Linked DNA regions of Zea mays: region 1 is linked to region 2. Evidence: chromatin contacts called from public Hi-C data. All regions are on one chromosome and are shown on one strand. Each heading gives the region's core, a stretch centred on a gene start, on an enhancer-like site or on the middle of the called end of the contact. The rest is flanking DNA. Distances are from core to core; before and after follow the strand shown. Region 1 holds the start of LOC103641500. Region 2 holds the start of LOC100272887.

What was found. A called contact is a pair of places that touch in the nucleus more often than the background predicts.
Region 1: a Hi-C map of leaf shows a contact between it and region 2, with 3 times the contacts expected there. The contact joins the promoter of LOC103641500 here to the promoter of LOC100272887 in region 2. A contact is called at or near these places in 13 of 25 Hi-C or Micro-C datasets (bundle sheath, ear, endosperm and 4 more).

What each region holds. Positions count from the first base shown.
Region 1 is chr10:101,908,212-101,912,097 of Zm-B73-REFERENCE-NAM-5.0, reverse strand. LOC103641500 reads right to left here and starts at 1,734. Exons shown (of 22, transcript NM_001365042.1): 1 at 498-1,734. The coding sequence starts at 1,330.
Region 2 is chr10:101,758,459-101,762,051 of Zm-B73-REFERENCE-NAM-5.0, reverse strand. It overlaps LOC100272887, which reads left to right and starts at 1,697. Exons shown (of 3, transcript NM_001147340.1): 1 at 1,697-2,240. The coding sequence starts at 1,738.

The DNA of each region.
Region 1 (3,886 bases), core at 485-2,984, 150 kb before region 2:
ATGCTCTGATCAATGACAGGGAAACAGAAGTATCTCAATGTACGGCTCTCTGAATAAAGCAAAGAACAAGCCCTTCTTCGTAGTTAACTGCAAACAGTTTCGTGCTTGTAATACCAAGCTGGAAATACTCCCAACTAAGATAAAAAACATAACGTACAGTACAGAACGAGCCAAGATGACCACAATGAAGATTTCATAACTTGCAAGAACATCAAAGGTAGGTCAAGAAAAGAAAAACAAAGCCACTTTGGCCCAAAGTTAGCTATACATCAAGGTGAGTGATATATTGGAGTTAAAGAGTCCCAAAAAATTTGGAGTGACATTGTCAGAAGCCTAACGATTGCAGTGGCTTTTCTCGCACTGGTGCTGAATGCAGAATCAGTTAGTGGAGTATTCCAATACTAAACAGAACATGGTTTCTAACTCTCCAAAGAATTTAGATTGCCCTGGTAACTCATAGTAAAAACAGATAGAAGTTTGGGTGACATGGATCTTACAGCTTGAAAGCATGTATTATAATGCTTCCCCCAGAGCCGCCGCCACCCTTGAGACTGCCAACACCACCTTCAGCAAGCACCTGTCCATCAACATTCAGAAAGCCGGATGTCCTAAGCATGACACGGCCTCCACCGTACCCTCCAAACTGACCGGCGGACATGCTGCCACCCATGCTGCCATAGCTCCAAGGCCAATCCAATGTCGACCACGCGTACACATCACCTCCCCAGTTGGTGTCATTTGACACTTTACATGATGCACCCCTCCCACCATGTCCACCACCTGCCCCTTCCAGGCTGTGCGGCGTCCCACTCGTCTGAGGAGGAGGCTCACCGGCGAGTGCAGTGGTGTTGATGGTGGAGTGGTGATCCAACGACACATTGGCCGCGTACAGGCTTACCGACCCTGCAATCACCTCAACATGCTCACCAATCCTGACGCTCCCTGAGACATTGACGGTGATGTAGCACCCCCTGAAGGGGCAGATGATCTTGACATGGGGCCGAATCTCCACACTCCCGTCGCCATATACGCACAGATCACCGTCCAGCGAAGAGCTGGAACTTATGACGCAGGTGGTGTTGAACGACCCGGAGCCGTTCAATTCCTCGCAGGACCTCGAGTTCGCGGAGTATGTCTGGCACGGGAGCTCACTGCGAAGCCCCGCGGCATCCTCGCCGTCACCGCCGCCAAACTCAACAGGAACCAGCGCCAAGCGGTCATCGTACCACGTCTCCGATACCAACGTGAGCGCCGATACAGTGTGGTTCCCCCAAGCGCCAACCAACGAGGCGGCCGCGAGAAGGACCGCCCACCACGCGACGCACCTCATCGTCGCTGCCGCCGGTCACTCCGAACCATTGCTCTGCTCCACGAGCGCGGAAGCGAGCAGAGAAACCGGAACGCCCCGCTCGCTGGCAGCGTCCCCCGATTCAGCGCCGGAAGGAAACGGATCGTGCGGCGGCGGCGCACGCAACCGCCACGCCCGAGGAGAATGCGGCGGCGGGCGGATCGGCGCGGATCTCGGAAGCCAAGCGAGAGATCTCCAAAGCCTAGCGCCCGCGCGCGCACGGCGAGGGTGATGGATGATGGGCGAGTCACACAGTGGAGGGAGCGGAAGAGGAAGCGCAGTGTGCTTGCTGCCGCTGGCGAGGACTTGTGAGTGGCGAGGACAGAGAAAGTAGAGAGAGAAGGCGAAGAGACGCTCCAGCCTCTCCAGCAGGGGCGATTTGCCCCGGTGGAGCCCGCGGAGGCAGTGGCAGCTCCGCAGCTGCAGCAGCGGCCAGCGAGAGATGAGTCCACGGCACGCTGTGTTTCCTCTTCTGCTCCTCATCCCTATCTTCCATTTTGACTGCCGTGACCTTGAGCCCGTGACCGTGAGCGAGAATTTATTTTCTTCCTTCCCGCGAGAAAAATAAAATTGGCCGCGGTGGGGTCTCCGTCGCGATCCCGGGTACGGGTGAGCTCGGCGGGCGTGGCCGTGGCGTGTGGTTCTAGACTACGGGCTGCATCGCTGGAGAGTGGTCGGGAGCTTTCTTTTAGTTTTGATTATCTTTTCCAGATAAGTCAAAATATCAATCTTAAAACAATGCAACCGGCTACCGGCTACGACTGGGACACAGATCTCTTATATCCTAAAGCCTGTTTGTTTCGGCTTCTGGCAGCTTCTGGCCACCAAAAACTGTTGTGGACTGTCAAACGCTCAACTTTTTAGCCAGCTTCTATAAAATTCGTTGGAACAAAAACCATCCAAAATCAATATAAACATATAATCGGTTTAGTCGTTGTAATAGTAGGAATCCGTCATTTTCTAGATCCTGATCCCTATGAACAACTTTATCTTCCTTCACACATAATCGTAATGATACTCAGATTCTCCCCACAGCCAGATTTTCAGAAAAGCTGGTCAGAAAAAAGTTGAACCAAACATGCCCGTAGTCCCCTATTTCGTATTGGATTTTATGATGTTTTTTGTGGGTAAAATATATTTGTGATATATATGATTGTGTTGTTTGAGTCGTTGTTTGTTTGTGTCTAGGACTATATAAACTAGCTTATAGATTATATAAGATCAGCTTATGAATTATCATAATTTAGACATCTAGATTTGTGTTGTTCGTTTACCGTTTAACTTATTTAAGCTGGATTATATAATATAGAGGGTAAACAAACAAGGTCTGAGCCCTAAACTTTTGATTGGTGGGGTTGTTCGTTTTGGATAAAAGTCAGTTGTTCGGACTGATACAGTTGTGATTCATAAAGACAAAAACATTGTAGAAACAGTAGAAGCCAGTACGGATTAAAGCCAAGCGAACAGGCTCGGTGCGACGACTCGACCAGATTTATAAGAGATCAAGTATGAAAACCACCCGGCTGGCAGTGATTTAGCACACTTGAGCCCATATATAACTGAGAGCACCTAGAGGGGGGTGAATAGGTGATCCTGTAAAACTTGAACTTAATGCCACAAAAACTTGGTTAAGCGTTAGCACAGTATTGCCAAGTGGCTAGAGAAGAGTCTTAGCGAAACACAATAACCACAAGAGAATCAACACAGGTAGACACAGTGGTTTATCCCGTGGTTCGGCCAAGTACAACACTTGCCTACTTCCACGTTGTGGCGTCCCAACGGTCGAGGGTTGCAATCAACCCCTCTCAAGCGGTCCAAAGACCCACTTGAATACCACGGTGTTTGTTTTTCTTTTCTATATCCCGTTCGCGAGGAATCTCCACAACTTGGAGTCTCTCACCCTTACAAAGATGTTCACAAAGAAGCACGGAGTAAGGGAGGGATTAGCAACTCACACAAGACACAAAGATCACAGCAAATACGCACACACAAGACCCAGACTTAAGCTCAAAAGACTAGCACACTAGAACGGAGCTCAAATCACTAGAATGTCGAACAAGTGCGCAAGAATGGAGTGTGAGTGATCAAGAGTGCTCAAGGAATGCTTGGTCTTCTCCTCCATGCGCCTAGGGGTCCCTTTTATAGCCCCAAGGCAGCTAGGAGCCGTTGAGAGCAATCAGGGAAGGCAATTCTTGCCTTCTGTCGCCTGGCGCACCGGACAGTCCAGTGCACCACCGGACACTGTCCGGTGCGGATTTCCTTCCTTATTTGGTGAAGCCGATCGTTGGCAGCCTTGGAGCCGTTGGCGCACCGGACACTGTCCGGTGCACACCGGACAGTCCGGTGCACCCTCCCGGCCGTTGGCTCGGCCACGTGTCTCGCGCGGATCGCGCAGCCGACCGTTGGCCCGGCCGACCGTTGGCTCACCGGACAGTCCGGTGTACACCAGACAGTCCGGTGAATTATAGTCGTACGCCGTTAATTTATTCCCGAGAGCGGCAAGTTCACCTGAGCCTGCCTGGCGCACCGGACACTGTC
Region 2 (3,593 bases), core at 448-2,947:
TCGCCTTCCATGCATAGAAACGTAGGGAAAGCGGTCTCGGCAACTGCGGAGTGGAGCTGTTTTACTCATCCTAATCTGTCTACCAACCTGGCTACAAACAAAGTCGTACCGAGGCCCCTCAAGCGATAGCGGTGGTGGATCTGCTCGCCGCCGGTGGACTGACGCTCTCCAGCTACTCCGACTCGCCTACGTCCTCCAAGGTATGCACATACGTACATCTGATTTTCTGGCTCACTGACTCTACGGGCATCTTCACAGACCTATCCACCGAGTTCGTGTCGCGTTTATGGGACCTAATGGAGACCGACGCTACCGGGATGGAGGGCATCGGCGGTTAGGCACGAGCCACACGGAGGGCATCAGCGGCAAGTCACTAACCTTAGGCACGACGACGGGTATTGGCGGCAAGGCGCCAACCTTCGACATGACGACGGGCATTGGCAGCAACGTCACTTTTGGCATGACGGCAGGTACTATAGTCAGCATAGGGAGCAGCGCGGCGGTGTTCGACACCACATGGATCTATGGCACAATGCCCACCGCGGGAACCGTCGGTATGACGAGCATCAGTGGAAGGGTGGCCACGGGCAGGATCGGCGGCTTCGACACGATAGGAATGCCTAGGACGGTGAAAGGAGCGACGGGGGGGATGATGGCATGAGCAAGATGCCGCACGGGGTGGCATGTAGTGTTGTCGTAACCGATGAGCATGATGAGCACCATCGTCATGAACGTCTTGGCGGAGAAGAGAGACGAAGTGTCACAAGTCATTTCTAGCGGCTAGGAGAAGTGCTTCCTCAGGAGTGAGGAGCTATAAGGTTGTCGCGCGCTTGCGATGGGTCCTTGGCGAGCATTTTATTGTAGCTCCATTCGAAGCTGAGCGTGTACTATTTCGCCAGAGCTAGGCCAGTTGAGAACGAGATAGAGATGGTTGGTGGTCTTTCAATGCAAAGCATGGACGACAGATACGCGGTGGATGGCTATTGTCCAAGGCATTTGGTTCATTAGTTTATCTGTTTCTTGTAGCTGGATCGGAATTAACCACCCCTCGTGCATGACGCAAGACAATACTGGATAGCACTCAACTCATACATGGCCCATGCGTGCTGCATCATGAACCCCTGCATGGCCTCTGTTTGATAATTGTTGAGACATATTTTCTTCTCTATCGGATTATTGTGCAATAGCCAGAGACATCTTTATGGTTCTATCTGTACATGAATTGTGTGTTTAATGTGTGTGTCTAAGAGAAAATAAAAATGCATAGGTTCAGTGGAAGATGTTATGGATCTTTAAAACCTGCAGTCATACCATGTGTTTATATGGAGTCAATGTCTTGAGTTATAAGTCATCAAGATTGTTATACCATATATAGACCGTAAGAAGCCATCAAGCCCAATACAAAAGGAAGTTATACACACCTCGTTAGTTGAAGAAGGATGAGCTAAAATAAGTGTAATATTTATTATTATCAATTTAACATCTGGTCTATAGATAATATGCTAACTTTGATATTAAATTTATTTATTATTGGTATTTTTTTGGAGGATCAACCGGTTTAATTCGCTCAGCCATTGATTTGCATTGTGGATTGTGGGTACCACCTCATCATTCTCGATCAATATCATGAAATCCAATTGTGTATGCTAGTTGTGTTTAAAAAAACAGTAAAGACGCACACCGGCACACGGCTCCTCCAAGATCGAGAGCTGTAGCTGCAACCTGCAGCAGACGCATATGTCCGTCGCCGCCGCCTTGGGCCGCGCCGATGAGCTCCGCGCGCTGGACGACACCCTCGCCGGCGTCCGCGGCCTTGTAGCGTCTGGTGCGAAGCAAGTTCCTCGCATCTTTCGCGTCCCCTACCCGGAGGAGCTACTCCACCATGAACAACCGCCAGCGGCGGCGACCGTCCCGGTGATCGATCTCAGCGGCGACCGCGCAGCCGTGATCGACGCCGTCCGTGGGGCGGCGGCGGGGTGGGGGTTCTTCCAGGTCACGGGCCACGCGGTGCCCGAGCAGGTGATGTCAGCAGCCGTGGCGGCGATGCGGGCGTTCCACGAAGCCGACGGCGGGGAGGGCAGCGACAAGGCGCGGCTCTACTCGCGAGAGCCCGGGAGGGCGGTCAAGTACCACTGCAACTTCGACCTGTACCAGTCTCCCGTGGCCAACTGGCGCGACACGGTCTACCTGCGGATGGCACCTGACCCTCCCGCCGCCGACGATCTGCCGGAGATCTGCCGGTGAGCATCTTCTCTCTATAGATAGTCTGTCTGTACTGCCCTCTCCATAGCCTGCCTGAGATCTGTACGGCCTTCTCAGAGATCTGCCGGCCTCGTCTAGTCAAGGCAGGGTTTCGTTTTTCAATTACCTGGCTTTAAGATATCTAGGAGCAAGCAACGCTTAATAATAAAATAAACATGGTTAGATCGTTCGGACGATCCTCTATGTAGCATGTGCTTAATGAAATGAATAATAGAAAATGGCTATACCAAACTACTAGTCTACACCGGCAACATATTCGCTTTGAATTGCTAGCAAATTTTGTTCGTTTCGGTGACAATCCATGTAGATTAGATGAGAATGGATGGGTTTATATCCATAGTAAGTTAAAATCTTTTTTAAATTCAATCTCATCTAATCTTTGTAAGATAGGAATAATCGAACAAGATTTCAATGGGAAAGTAGAAAATAGGATAGCTTTGCTACGTGGATAGTTTCTAAGTCCAAACACACGCATCTATCACTCATGCTGGTCTATTTATAACGTCAAATAAATATAACTATAAATGATTATATTAAAAAATACTTTATTTGCATTGCGTTCTTTTTCTTGAGTGAATACTTGTAGACTTGTAGTATACCCATAATACTAGCTAGTCATATACTTGTCAAATAAATATAGACTACTTCTAACCTTCAAATAATAAAATAATTTGGATACTTTGTTAACACTTCTTAAGTGGTTTTTTTTATTTTTTAACTAACATTTTTATTCTAAATTATAAGTCTTTTTTATTTCGTATGTATTATTGTTATTATACATCTAGATATAATATATATACAAAAAAAATATATAGAAAAGTTAAAATATCTTGCATTTTAGATTGGAATGAGTGAAATACGATGGCACGCCGCACATCATTGTGACATCCTTGTCAGACCACTTACCAGCCAACCACTTCTTAATATTGCTTTTGCCGGTTTGTCGGATTTTTTTTCGAAAACAAAACAGGCAGGAGTCTTATATTGATAAGGATTGCAGTAAGACTATTTCAATGGTAATTTGGTAGCACTCTTTCCAACTGTGATACATCATCAAAAGTACTATAAAACTATAAATGAAACAATACCTCTCAATGCAATATTTCACTTTACTATTTTATATACTAACATACCAATTAAATGTTGCAACTCAATAGCCAATTGTAATTAGTAAAACATATGAAGATGGAACAAATCACTCTTAATGAAGGTTTCACATGGTTTTCAAGACCTTGGAAGTTGACATGATTTCATCCCAATGAAACTAATTTTCTCGTCCCATAAAACTCAATCCAATTAAATACTATGTCATATCATCAAAAAATATGATA